Regions from separate parts of the Macaca mulatta genome. Here region 2 is linked to region 1. The links are chromatin contacts, called in public Hi-C maps. All regions are on one chromosome and are shown on one strand. Each heading gives the region's core, a stretch centred on a gene start, on an enhancer-like site or on the middle of the called end of the contact. The rest is flanking DNA. Distances are from core to core; before and after follow the strand shown.

Evidence for each region. A called contact is a pair of places that touch in the nucleus more often than the background predicts.
Region 2: a contact with region 1 is called in a Hi-C map of fetal cortex germinal zone, with 2.5 times the contacts expected there. The contact joins the promoter of SAE1 here to the promoter of ARHGAP35 in region 1. A contact is called at or near these places in 3 of 14 Hi-C or Micro-C datasets (fetal cortex germinal zone, fetal cortical plate and liver).

Annotation. Positions count from the first base shown.
Region 1 is chr19:59,328,577-59,334,595 of T2T-MMU8v2.0, reverse strand. ARHGAP35 (Rho GTPase activating protein 35) reads right to left here and starts at 3,128. Exons shown (of 7, transcript XM_028839122.2): 1 at 2,910-3,128. It also overlaps a transcript of AP2S1 not described here.
Region 2 is chr19:59,608,098-59,614,116 of T2T-MMU8v2.0, reverse strand. It overlaps SAE1 (SUMO1 activating enzyme subunit 1), which reads right to left and starts at 2,828. Exons shown (of 10, transcript XM_077980743.1): 1 at 2,693-2,828.

The DNA.
Region 1 (6,019 bases), core at 1,879-4,378:
ACTCTACCAAATCAGGTCACTCAAAAAGCTTAAGGAATGTCAGCGCCCACCCACACACCCCTTGTACACCAATGAGCCCCAGAATCTAGCATGGATCTGCCCAGAGGCACTCAGCTCCTGTGGCAGGGAGAGCCTGCAATACCAGAGGGCAGAAATCTGAGTGACACTTGGCACTCTCTCTTTCAACAAACAACCGCAAAGTGCTTTCCAAACCCAAGCCCTCACCATTTTGAAGACCAGGAAGCTGGAGCCTTCCCTGGAGCAGAGGTGAAAAAGAAATAATAAGCCCACCTTCCCCATCCCCTCCCCCAAGGTCACACTGCAAACCAGAGGCCATTAGGGAAGGCAAGACTGTAGCTTCCCTAGGTCCAAGTGTGGCCATAACCCCCAGTGGGATCGGGAGAATCTGAGAACTGGCATTTCCCCAGCTAGAGGTAAAACAAAATGACTTGTCAGCTGGGGGAAAAAAAAGCACACTCCTAGGGGTGCTGGCTTAGAGGTGGAATAGGAGACAGGGTACTGTATGCAACCGCTCAGAGAAGGAAAGAGGGAAAGTGAGAAAGAGAATAAAGATCTGTGAGCAGCTGCAATCCCCTTTTCCAAAGGACACAAAGCTGCAGAGCCCAGAAATCGGAAGGGGGAGAGCAAACAGCAGAGAAAAGAAAATGGGGCAACGGAAAGAGATCTACCTCCCTCCACACTACTAACCTAGTGGAAGTGGGAGAAATGGGGGAGACACTCCCAGACTCCACAGAGCAGTAACAATCAACCAACTCCCACCTATTTACCCAGATCTCTCAGGATCCCTGGGGATAGAACCCTCAGGGTTAGGGTGCAGAGAGAGAATCTGCAGTCTCAGAGCCTGAGAGCCTAAGGCCCAATCCAGCCCCTTTGCCTCTGCAGCAGAGGGATGGAAAACAGAGAAAGACATGCCTGAAAGGGGAAGTGCTCAATGGGGAATGGGTGGGCCACGGGTGGTGAGCTGCGATGAGCAGGTCTGATAGGAACTAAATGGGAAGAGGAGCCTGACAAGATACAAGGGGAAAGGGAAAAAAAAAAAAAGGTGAGGAAGGAAACAAGTCCAAGACGAACAGAATTGGGAGAGGGATATCAAAGGTGAGTAAGGGGAGTGAGAATCTATCACAGCACTGAGGCAGCTCCAAGAGGAAGGTGGGGGGGATACATAGGAAAGAATGATTAAGAAGACATCTTAATGTCACAATTGGAGGGAGTGAGAACTCCAAAAGAAGACAAGAGGCAGGGCAGTGGACGGTGGGCAAATAAAGCAGAGTGAAGGGTGAAGGCTGAATCAAAATGGTGGGGGGAAGAGAATGTCATGTGGAAAACTTAAGACTCGGGAGGGAACAGAGAGGGGACACAGTGACAAGAACCCCAGTGTTAAAGGACCGCTCCAAGCGCGGACGGCAATACAGAAGTTAAAAACCGGTCTAAAAACATGCGGGCAAGTGGACAGCTCCGAAACAGCCGAGCTGGGGAGGGAAACACTAAATAGAGGATGGGGCAGAATTGAAAAAAACGAGGAGAAAGTGCAGGTACAAAATGGATCTAGGGGCAGGTCTGTGAGATGCACAACGGGAAGGGGATGGGTGACCAGCCCGGGAGGTATCAGAGGTATAGTGACGTTAAAGGGCATGTCTAAGGGCTAAAACGGGGAGGAGAGGAGTTGGAGCAAAGGGGACAGGAAGCAGTTTTTAGGCAGAGAACTGAAGGAGATACAGGCCAAAGAAAGGAGTAGCAAATGCATGCAGTAGCTCAGAGAAGTGCCAAAAAGGAGGTGGGGGAAACAGGAAACCTCCAAGAGAACACTGGGGCTGAAACTGAAGGCAGTCTGAGTTAGGGAGAGATCAGTTGAGTGAACAGCAGAAATGGGAGACCTGCAGAGTCAGAGAAGCGGGAAGAGGCTGCTTCCCGGGAAGGCAGAGTCAGAAGCAAGCAGGTGAGGGGAGCGCAGCAAGATCTGAGGTCGGGCAAGGGGCAGAGCTAAGAGGCAGAAAGGTATGGAAGAGAGGAAAGGGTCTGAATGGCAAACGGTAACAAGAGCTGAGAAGGGGAAGAGGCAAGCACGGTGCAGCCAAGTCCGAGGGGATCAGGGGAATGAACTGGGGCACGGAAGGGTCAGAAGGCCAGCCGAGGGGCATCCCGGGGTGCAGCAGGCTCTGTGAGAGGGCAGACAGAAATGCAGATAGTAGGGCCCACGAGGGAACCGGATTAAGTCCAAGGGGAAGACCTGGGGCAGCAGTGCCTGGTTGAACAGGGGTCTCAGATGGATCTCCAAGGGGTTGGAACCGCAGGTCCTAAAGGGACAGCTCCCAGGGTGCAACATATTCTGAGACAAGAATAATAGCACAGCAGGTAGGTCAAAGAAGGGGCCGAGGACAGATCTGAAGGGTGGTGAGAGCAGAATCGAGAAGAGGCAGAAGGGTCACGGATCTCAAAAGTGGGAGCCACAATTAAGGGATGCAGAATGGTCAATGAGAAAAAGGTGGGTCCCAAGAGCACTGCAGAGCCCGGGAGGAGCGAAGGGCATTATGGAGGGGTGGAAGAGGGAAGGGGGTCGCAGAATTGGGAGCCGGATGGCTGAAGTCGGAGAGGCTCTGAGGCAGACACCGAGATCCCAACTGATCGGGGGTGGGGGCGGCAGCGAGGACAGCAGGGCTGCGGCGGGCAGGGGTAGGTCCAAAGGGCAGAAAGGCCCCACGGGCCGGGCCGACGCGCGAAGCGACGGGGACGGCGGGGCCCGGGGAGCTGGGGGGGCCGCTCCTCCCCTCCCCCTCCAGCTCCTCCATTGTTCGCGGGCTCCGGGCCCCGCCGTCCCCGCCTCCCCCTGGACCCCTCAGCGGGGCGGCGCCCGGCCTCGCCGCCCGGGGCCCGTGAGCTCGCGCACTCACCAGCTGGGCGCCCTCAGCGCGGCCCCGGCCTCCAGGATCCCGGCAGCAACGACGGGGGCCCCGGCGCCATGTTCCCCTGCTCCTAGTCCAGCGGCTGCTGAGGCGGCGGCGGCGGCGGCGGCTCCGGCGGCGGGGGGCCGGGCGGACCCTCCCTCGCGGGTTCCCTCCTCCGCCTCCTCCACCTCCTCCTGCCGCCGCGCCGCGGCTCTCCCTCGGGGCGGGGGGCGGGGAGGGGAAGGGGGGAGGGGCGGGAACCAGGGGGAGGGCGGACCAGCCTCGCTCACTCCCTCCCTCCCTCCCTCCCTCCCTCACTCGCAATGGCGGCAGCGGCTGCACCTCCTTCCTGCGACGGCCGCTCCCGCGCGCGCGCCCCCTCGCTACTGCGCGTGCGCGGCGCGTGGACCGTTGCAGGGGGATAACGGCCCCCGGGCGCGCGCCGCGAAGGGACGACCAGCGAGGCAGTGGGGAGAGGTCAGAGCGCGTGCGCACCCGAGGGTCTCACTGCCACCGCCGCTGCCTGAGGTTAGGAACCGCCGCGGACGGTGCAGTGCGCGTGCGCCCCCAAAAATGCAGCTACTGCGGCGGCCGCCGTCGTGACTGAGCTCTAGGCGAGCTGCAAACGAGCAGAGGGAGCGGGGTGGGGGAGCGCGCGTGCGCGGGGGGCTGCCAGCCGGCGCAGCTGTTGGCGCAGGGCAGAGGGAGTGGCCCGCAGGAGGAGCGCGCGTCTCCGCGCGCGCCTCAAGCAGCCGATCTGCCACCTCGCGCTGGCTTCTAGAGAAAGCCGAAGGAGAGAGGCATGGCCCGGTTTTGGGGGTGGGGGGCGAAGGGCGCGATCCCGCTCGCGCGGGACCTGAGCAGCCAATGGGAAGCAACGGGAGGTGGGTTTGCCGCGCGAGCCGCAGCCCCCGGGATAACGGAGGAGGCCAGAAGGAGCGACGTAACGTGGGGCGGTGGGGCGGGGCTGAGAAGGAGGGAGCCCACCAGAGAGGGAGTTGATTGGAGGATATGAGGAGGCGTGGCCCGCCTCAGCCCAATCCGAGTCCCGCAATTCGTCGTCCCGGAAGAAGAGGCGGGGATGGAGAGCGCGTGCTCTTTCTCCTGGCTGTGAAGAAAATCCGCAGCCAACGCGCGCGTCCTTGCAACTTGTTTTTGGTTCTGTGATCGCCTGATCCCCAGGAGAGGGAAGACGGCCTGGTACTGTGTGCAGCCCAAGCCTGTCACTTAGCATTGTGCAAATGACTACAAATCAAATGTCAATTAGGGCGCCTGAAAGGAAAAGAGTAGTGATGGGAGAGGGCACCGCTGTAACCCTTGACTCCTCTGAACTGAGGAGGTGTTCCTCTGGGACTCCTCCGGAAGTACAGATCGTGGAAGATGAGCTTCCCGGGCGCCAAGCCAATATTTGTGGAATGCATGAAGAAAGGCTGTTTCCTATTACATTTGGCATTTCTGCCATAAGTCTCTTCATCTATAAAATGGGATAATAATCATACCTCTCTCGTAGGGCTGCTGTGAAAATTAAATAGATTATATTTTGTAAAGCTCTGGAAATCAGGCCTTGCATATAGTAAGCGCTCTGTAAGCGTTGATAAAATTACATGGGCTTGTTTATTCCATTAATAAAGCTTTTTATATTAAAGGATTTTCCTTTTTTTTTTTTTTTTTTAATGTAGCACTTTTAGGGCCGGACATGGTGGCTCACGCCTGTAATCCCAGTACTTTGGGAGGCCGAGGCGGGCGGATCACTTGAGGTCAGGAGGTCGAGACCAGCCTGGCCAACATGAAACCCTGTCTCTACTAAAAATACAAAAATTAGGTGGGCGTCGTGGTGGGCGCCTGTAATCCCAGCTACTCGGGAGGCTGAGGCAGGAGAATGGCTTGAACTCGGGAAGGAGAGGTTGCAGTGAGCCGAGATCGCACTGGACTCCAGCCTGGGCAACAGAGGGAGACTCCGTCTCAAAAAAAAAAAAAAAAGTACTTTTAATGCATTCAATCTGATTTTTAGATGTTAGTGGCTTGAAACAACAGCAACAACTTTTCTTTAAGCACTGTGGGGCTGCCAAATCGAGTGCATGGGCTGTCATTATAAACCGTGGTGTGTAAGGGACTTTTGATATTACTTGAGGAGACACAGGAAAGACAAGGTGGGGGGCAGTGAATTCCTGATACCCGTACTTCAAATTAATGTCTTTAACACCTATGCAGTATTCCAGGTCTTTTCAATCTTAAATTTGTGAACTGGCGGCACCTGGAGAACAAGGACAGTTGGGCTCACGCTGGATCCCCCAAACCCCTTGGGAACCCATCAGCTCTGATTTACCCTTCGACTCTCAGCTTGAAGTCACCTTCTCAGGGTAGTCTCCCAGATTTGGCCTAATACCTCGTTCTTTAATAATAAAAATGAGTACTTTGTACCAAGCAACAGTCTTTTAAAAATTTTTTATTTTGAGACAGAGTCTGGGATTACAGCTGGGATTACAAGCTTGTGCCGCCATGCCCCACTCATTTTTTTTTTTTTCCTTCAAGACAGAGTCTTGTTCTGTTACCCAGGCTGGAGTGCAGTGGTGCAATCTCGGCTCACTGCAACCTCCACCTCCCGGGTTCAAACGATTCTTCTACCTCAGCCTCCTGAGTAGCTGGGACTACAGGCGCCACACCTGGCTAATTTTTGTATTTTTAGTAGAGACAGGGTTTCACCTGTTCGGACGAGGCTGGTCTGGAACTCCTGGCCTCAAGCTGTCACCCATCTCAGCCTCCCAAAGCCTGGCCACAACTTTTTTTTTTTTTTTTTTTTTTGAGATGGAGTCTCACTCTGGCATCCAGGCTGGAGTGCAATGCCGTGGTCTCGGCTCACTGCAACCTGCACCTCACAGGTTCAAGCGATTCTCCTGCCTCAGCCTCCCGAGTAGCTAGGACTACAGTTGCCTGCCACCACACCTGGCAAATTTTTGTATTTTTAATAGAGATGGGGTTTCACTATGTTGGCCAGGCTAGTCAACATTCTTTTTATTTGTTTTTTTGGTGGATTTTTTTTTTTTTTTTTTGAGACAGGGTCTTGCTCTGTTGCCCAGGCTGAAGTGCAGTGGAACAATCAGGGCTCACTGCAGCCT
Region 2 (6,019 bases), core at 1,579-4,078, 280 kb before region 1:
ACAAAAACAAACAAACAAAACAAAACAAAACAACCCACAGATCATGTTATTCCCACACTCAAAACACTCCAACAGGTTTTCCCCACACACTTAGAATAAAAGCTACTCAACTCATTTGGTTCTTGCCACCTTATTTCTCTAATTTGACGATCATGCCTGGGCCTCTGGGAATTTGCACTTGCTGTTCTCTCTGCTAGGAAAGTTCTCCTAGATGATCACAAGGCTTTTTCCCTTCTTAAGAGGCTCAATGTTACCTCTTCAGAGCCCTTTCCCAGCCAACCTATCAAAACAACCCTCCCACTTCACCATCCTTTAATGACTGACACATATGTACACATTTGTGGAATTTTTTTTTTTTTTTTTTTGAGACAGGGCCTCCTCACTCTGTCACCCAGGCTGGGGTGTAGTGGCGCGACCATGGCTTACTGCAACCTCCGCCTCCTGGGGGCTCAGGTGATGCTCCCACCTCAACCTCCAGACTAGCTGGGACTATAAACTCATGCCGCCATGCCTGGCTAATTTTTGTATTTTTGTAGAGACTGGGTTTGGCAACGTTACCCAGGCTGGTCTCAAACTCCTGGACTCAAGAGATCCCCTCCCCCCAACTCAGCCTCCCAAAGTGCTGGGATTACAGGTGTGAGCCACTGCGTCCCGGCTAAGTAAAAATATTGATCGGTGAGGCCAGGCATGGTGGCTCAGGCCTGTAGTCCCAGCATTTTAGGAGTCTGAGCTGGGGGGAGATCTCTTGAGGCCAAGGATCGCTTGAGCTTGGAAGTTCAAGACCAGTCTGGGCAACGTGGCAAAACCCCATCTTACAAAAATATATATATAAATATTAGTCGGGGCCGGGCGCGGTGGCTCAAGCCTGTAATCCCAGTACTTTGGGAGGCCGAGATGGGCGGATCACGAGGTCAGGAGATCGAGACCATCCTGGCTAACACGGTGAAACCCCGTCTCTACTAAAAAATACAAAAAAAAACTAGCCAGGCGAGGTGGCGGGTGCCTGTAGTCCCAGCTACTCGGGAGGCTGAGGCAGGAGAATGGCGTGAACCCGGGAGGCGGAGCTTGCAGTGAGCTGAGATCCGGCCACTGCACTCCAGCCGGGGCGACAGAGCGAGACTCCGTCTCAAAAAAAAAAAATAAAAAATAAATAAATAAATAAATAAATAAATATTAGTCGGATGATGTGGTGGGGTGCGCCTGTAGTTCCAGCTACTTGGGAGGCTTAAGAGGGAATATCACTTGAGACTTGGAGGTCGAGGCTACAGTGAACTGTGATCCCATCACTGCACTCCAGCCTGGGCGACAAAGAGGAGAAAAAAAAAAAAAAAAGAAAAAAAAGCCGGGCACAGTGGCTCAAGTCTGTAATCCCATCACTTTGGGAGGCAGTGGCGGGCAGATCACTTGAGGTCCGGAGTTCCAGACCAGCCTGGCCAACATGGTGAAAACCTGTCTCTACTAAAAATACAAAAATTAGCCGGGTGTGGTGGCGTGAGCCTGTAATCCCAGCATTCGGGAGGCCGAGGCGGGTGGATCAGTTGAGGTCAGCAGTTCGAGACCAGTCCGGTCAACATGGCGAAACCCCATGTCTACTAAAAATACAAAAATTAGCCGGGCGTGGTGGCGGGCCCCTATAATCCCAGCTACTCGGGAGGCTGAGGCAGGAGAATCGCTTGAATCCGGGAGGCGGAGCTTGCAGTGAGCTGAGATCGCGCCACTGCACTCCAGCCTGGGCGACAAGGGAGAGACTCCGTCGAAAAAGAAAAGAAAAGAAAAGAAAACCCCATCCCTAAGCTACTCCACAATGCCCAAACTATGTCTCCTGTCTTACCAAGGCACAGCCCCGTACCAGACACAAGCAACCTTTTCGGGAGCCTACTGCCGTCCCCCTCCAGACTCTCCGAGCCTCTCAAGAGTTCCATTTGACATAACTTGCTCCAAAACTCCTCAAAACCCGCATTCTTTCAGCCTGGCCCGCCCCTGAGCACCCACAAGAATGTAAGCTCCCGTCGGCCCGGTTGGCCAGTCCAGTCTCCCCCGTATCCAGCACGGAACCGGGTCCCACACCATCGAATGAATGAACTATGTCCTTCACCTCACCCCTTCCACGTACCCCAGCCCCTCTTATCCCCTAACCGCGACCTAAATCCCACAATCACCGCTTTCGGGCCTCGGATTTCCTGAGTTTGAATTCTCCCGCTCCCTCAGGACTCCCCAATCAGAGCCCCCTTCAGAGCTCCCATCCTTCGGAACGGCTCTCCCAACCACTTCCCAGACCTTCCAGAAACATCCCCAATCAACTCCTCTAGTTCCCTCAGGAGCGAGACGATCCCGGGGCACATAATTCCCGCCTCCTCCCTTCAAATCACACCTTCCCGCTCCTTCCGGGCCGCAAACGCCTCAGACTAGACGCCCCCTCCAGACCCTCGGCGCCTCAAGCCGCGCCGGCGCTGACCGTTTCTGGGCCTCCAGTCCCCACAGGCGGATCTGCCGGTCATACTGCGCCGCCTCCTCCTCGCTGATGCCGCCGCCAGCCTCCTCCTTCTCCACCATGGCGCCGGCTCTTCCTGCCTCAGCTCACGTCCCGCTCACGCCAACCGCCCGCCAGCCCCGCGCGCCACCAACCTCCGCCGGCAGCACACCCGGGGTGCTTCTGCGCGTGCGCAGACCCCCTCCCACGCCTGCGCAGTACCTCGTCCAAGGAGCCTGGGACCAAAAGTACCTCACGAGACTCAAAGGCGATCCGGCAACTGCATGTCACGTGACGGAGGGTCCAACCAATCCTAGCCCCAAAAATGGCGCCGGTTAAGGCCCCGAGGGCGTTGCCCACGTGGTCACTTATGAGGCGCTTAAATTCTGCAAATATTTAAGGCGTGCATACTGAGATCCCAGCAATAGGGATGTTGTAAAATAGGGTATTGAGTAAAATCGACAAAGCCCTGTCCTCATGGAGTTTACGATCCAGTGAGAAAAACCCAAAGAGAAATAAATATAAACCCAGCGATGACAAATGCTTTGGAGAAAAATAAAGCAGGACATGGGGCTACAGAGTAACAGGGGTGGTCAGGGAAGGCTTATCAGAGGTGACATTGAACTGTCAATTTTCTTTTTTTTTTTCATACAGATGAGGTCCCGATGTGTTGCCAAGGCTGGTCTCGAAATCCTGGTCTCAAGCTATCCTCCCGCCTCTGCCTCCCAAAGTGCTGGGATTACAGGCATCAGCCACTGTTCCCAGGCTTTCATGTCCCTACTATGCGTTGCACTTTGTGCCCAGCCCTGGACATACAATAATAATAAAAAATGGACACATCTCTGCTTTGGAGGCAGTCACGGCCCAGTGGGAGAGAGAAGCATTAAGAAAACAGGAATAGGCCAGGCGCGGTGACTCACGCCTGTAATCTCAGCACTTCGGAGGGCCGAGGCAGGCAGATTAGTTGAGATCAGGAGTTCGAGAGCAGCCTAGCTAACATGGCGAAATCCCGTCTGTACTAAAAATAAAAAAAAAAAAAAAACAGCAGAGCATGGTGGCTCACACCTGTAGTCCCAGCTACTTGGGAGGCTGAGGCAGGAGAATCGCTTGAACCCAGGAGTTGGAGCTTGTAGTGAGCCAAGATCATGTCAGCACTCCAGCCTGAGATAGAGCGAGACTCGGTCTCAAAAAAATAAATAAATAAAACAAAAATAACAGAAAAGAAAACACGGATGGCCCCAGGTGGGCAATATAGTGAAACGCCATCTCTATTCAAAATGCAAAAATTAGCTTGGTGTGGTGGCACTGAGCCTATAGTCCCAGCCACGTGGGAGGCTGAGGTGGGAGGATTTCTGATGTTAGAATCATAGGCTTTTTAGCAGGGCACAGTGGCTCATGCCTGTAATCCCAGCACTTTCGGAGGCTGAGGAGGGCAGATCACGAGGTCAGGAGTTTGAGACCAGCCTGGCCAAGATGGTGAAACCCCCTCACTACTAACAATACAAAAATTAGCCGGGTGTGGTGGCATGCCCATAGTCTCAGCCAATTGCCAGGCCGAGGCCGGAGAATTGTTTGAACTGGGAGGCAGAGGTTGCAGTGAACCAAGATCCTGCTACTGCACTTCAGTGTGGGCGACAGAGACTCTCAGCTCAAAAAAAAAAAAAAAAGCCACCACGCCCATCTATTTTTTTTTTTTTTTGAGACAAGAGTCTCTGTCGCCCACACTGAAGTGCAGTGGCGCAATCTCCACTCACTACAAGCTCCACCTCCCAGGTTCACGCCATTCTCCTGCCTCAGCCTCCTGTGTAGCTGGGACTACAGGCGCCTGCCACCATGCCGGGCTAATTTTTTAGTGAAGACCAGGTTTCACCGTGTTAGCCAGGATGGTCTCGATGTCCTGACCTCATGATCCGCCCATCTCGGCCTCCCAAAGTGCTGGGATTACAGGCTTGAGCCACCGTACCGGGCCTAATTTTTGTATTTTTAGTAGAGACAGGGTTTCACCATGGTGGCCAGGCTGATCTCGAACTCCTGACATCAAGTGATCCACCCACCTTGGCCTCCCAAAGTGCTGGGATTACAGGCGCGAGCCACCACACCTGGCGGAATCATGTATTTTTATTTAAGAATTGGCATCTGGCGTGGTGGCTCACGCCTGTAATCCCACCTAAGCACTTTAGAAGACTGAGGTAGGAGAATCACTTGAGACCAGGAGTTCAAGACCAGCCTGGGCAACATGACAAGACCCCTGTCTCTACAAAAAAAAAAAAAAAAAAATTTTATTAGCTGGGTGTGGTGGCGCATGCCTGTAGTCCCAGCTACTTGGGAGGCTAAGGTGGAAGAATCCTTGAGCCCAGGCGTTGGAGGCTCCAATGAGGTATGATGGCACCACTGCACTCCAGCCTGGACAACAGACCTTGTCTCAAAAAAAAAACAAAAGGTGCCTAAGATGTTTTTCAGATCCTGAATTCCAGCAGAACAGCTGATGCCAACCAGTGTGAAGACCCCAGAGAGGAACCAAATTGACAGGAGAATAGAGTTTCTTCAACTCCCTGTTTCATTACTTCACCCTGCACTCAACCAACCAACGATCCCCACACTTCAACCCACTCCAAAACCCTTAAAAACCCCTGAACTCCCTGGGGAGGTGGATTCGTGGTTTCCTTCCATCTCCTCCCTTGGTTTTCAGTGGCCCTATGATTAAACCTCTTTCTCTGCTGCAACCTGGTGTCTCCCACTATTGACTTGCTGCAAGTATGGGACAAAGGACCTATAATGGTTGAAAAACTTTCAACAGGCCAGGCACAGTGGCTCATGTCTGTTATCCCAACACTTTGAGAGGATCACTTGAGGCCAGCAGTTTGAGACACAGCCAGACCCCATCTCTACAAAAAAATATATAAAAATTAGGCCGGGCACGGTGACTCATGCCTGTAATCCCAGCACTTTGTGAGGCAGTGACAGGAGGATCACCTGAGGTCAGGAGTTCGAGACCAGCCTGGCCAACATGGTGAAACCCCGTCTCTACTAAAAATACAAAAATTAGCCAGGTGTGGTGGTGTGCGCCTGTAATCCCAGCTACCCAGCAGGCTGAGGGGAGAGAATCACTGGAACCTGGGAGGGTTGGGAGTTCAAGACCATCCTGACCAAAGTGGAGAAACCCTATCTCTACTAAAAATTAGGCTGGGCGCGGTGGCTCACACCTGTAATCCCAGCACTTTGGGAGGCTGAGGCGGGCGGATCACGAGGTCAGGAGATTGAGACCATCCTGGCTAACACGTGAAACCTCCTCTCTACTAAAAATACAAAAAAAAATTAGCTGGACATGATGGCGGGCGCTTGTAATCCCAGCTACTCAGGAGGCTGAGGCAGGACAATGGCGTGAACCCGGGAGGCAGAGCTTGCAGTGAGCCGAGATCCTGCCACTGCACTCCAACCTGGGCGACAGAGTGAGACACTGTCTCAGGAAAAAAAAAAAAAAAAAATTAGCCAGGCATGGTGGCACATGCCTATAATCCTAGCTACTTGGGAGGCTGAGGCAGGAGAATC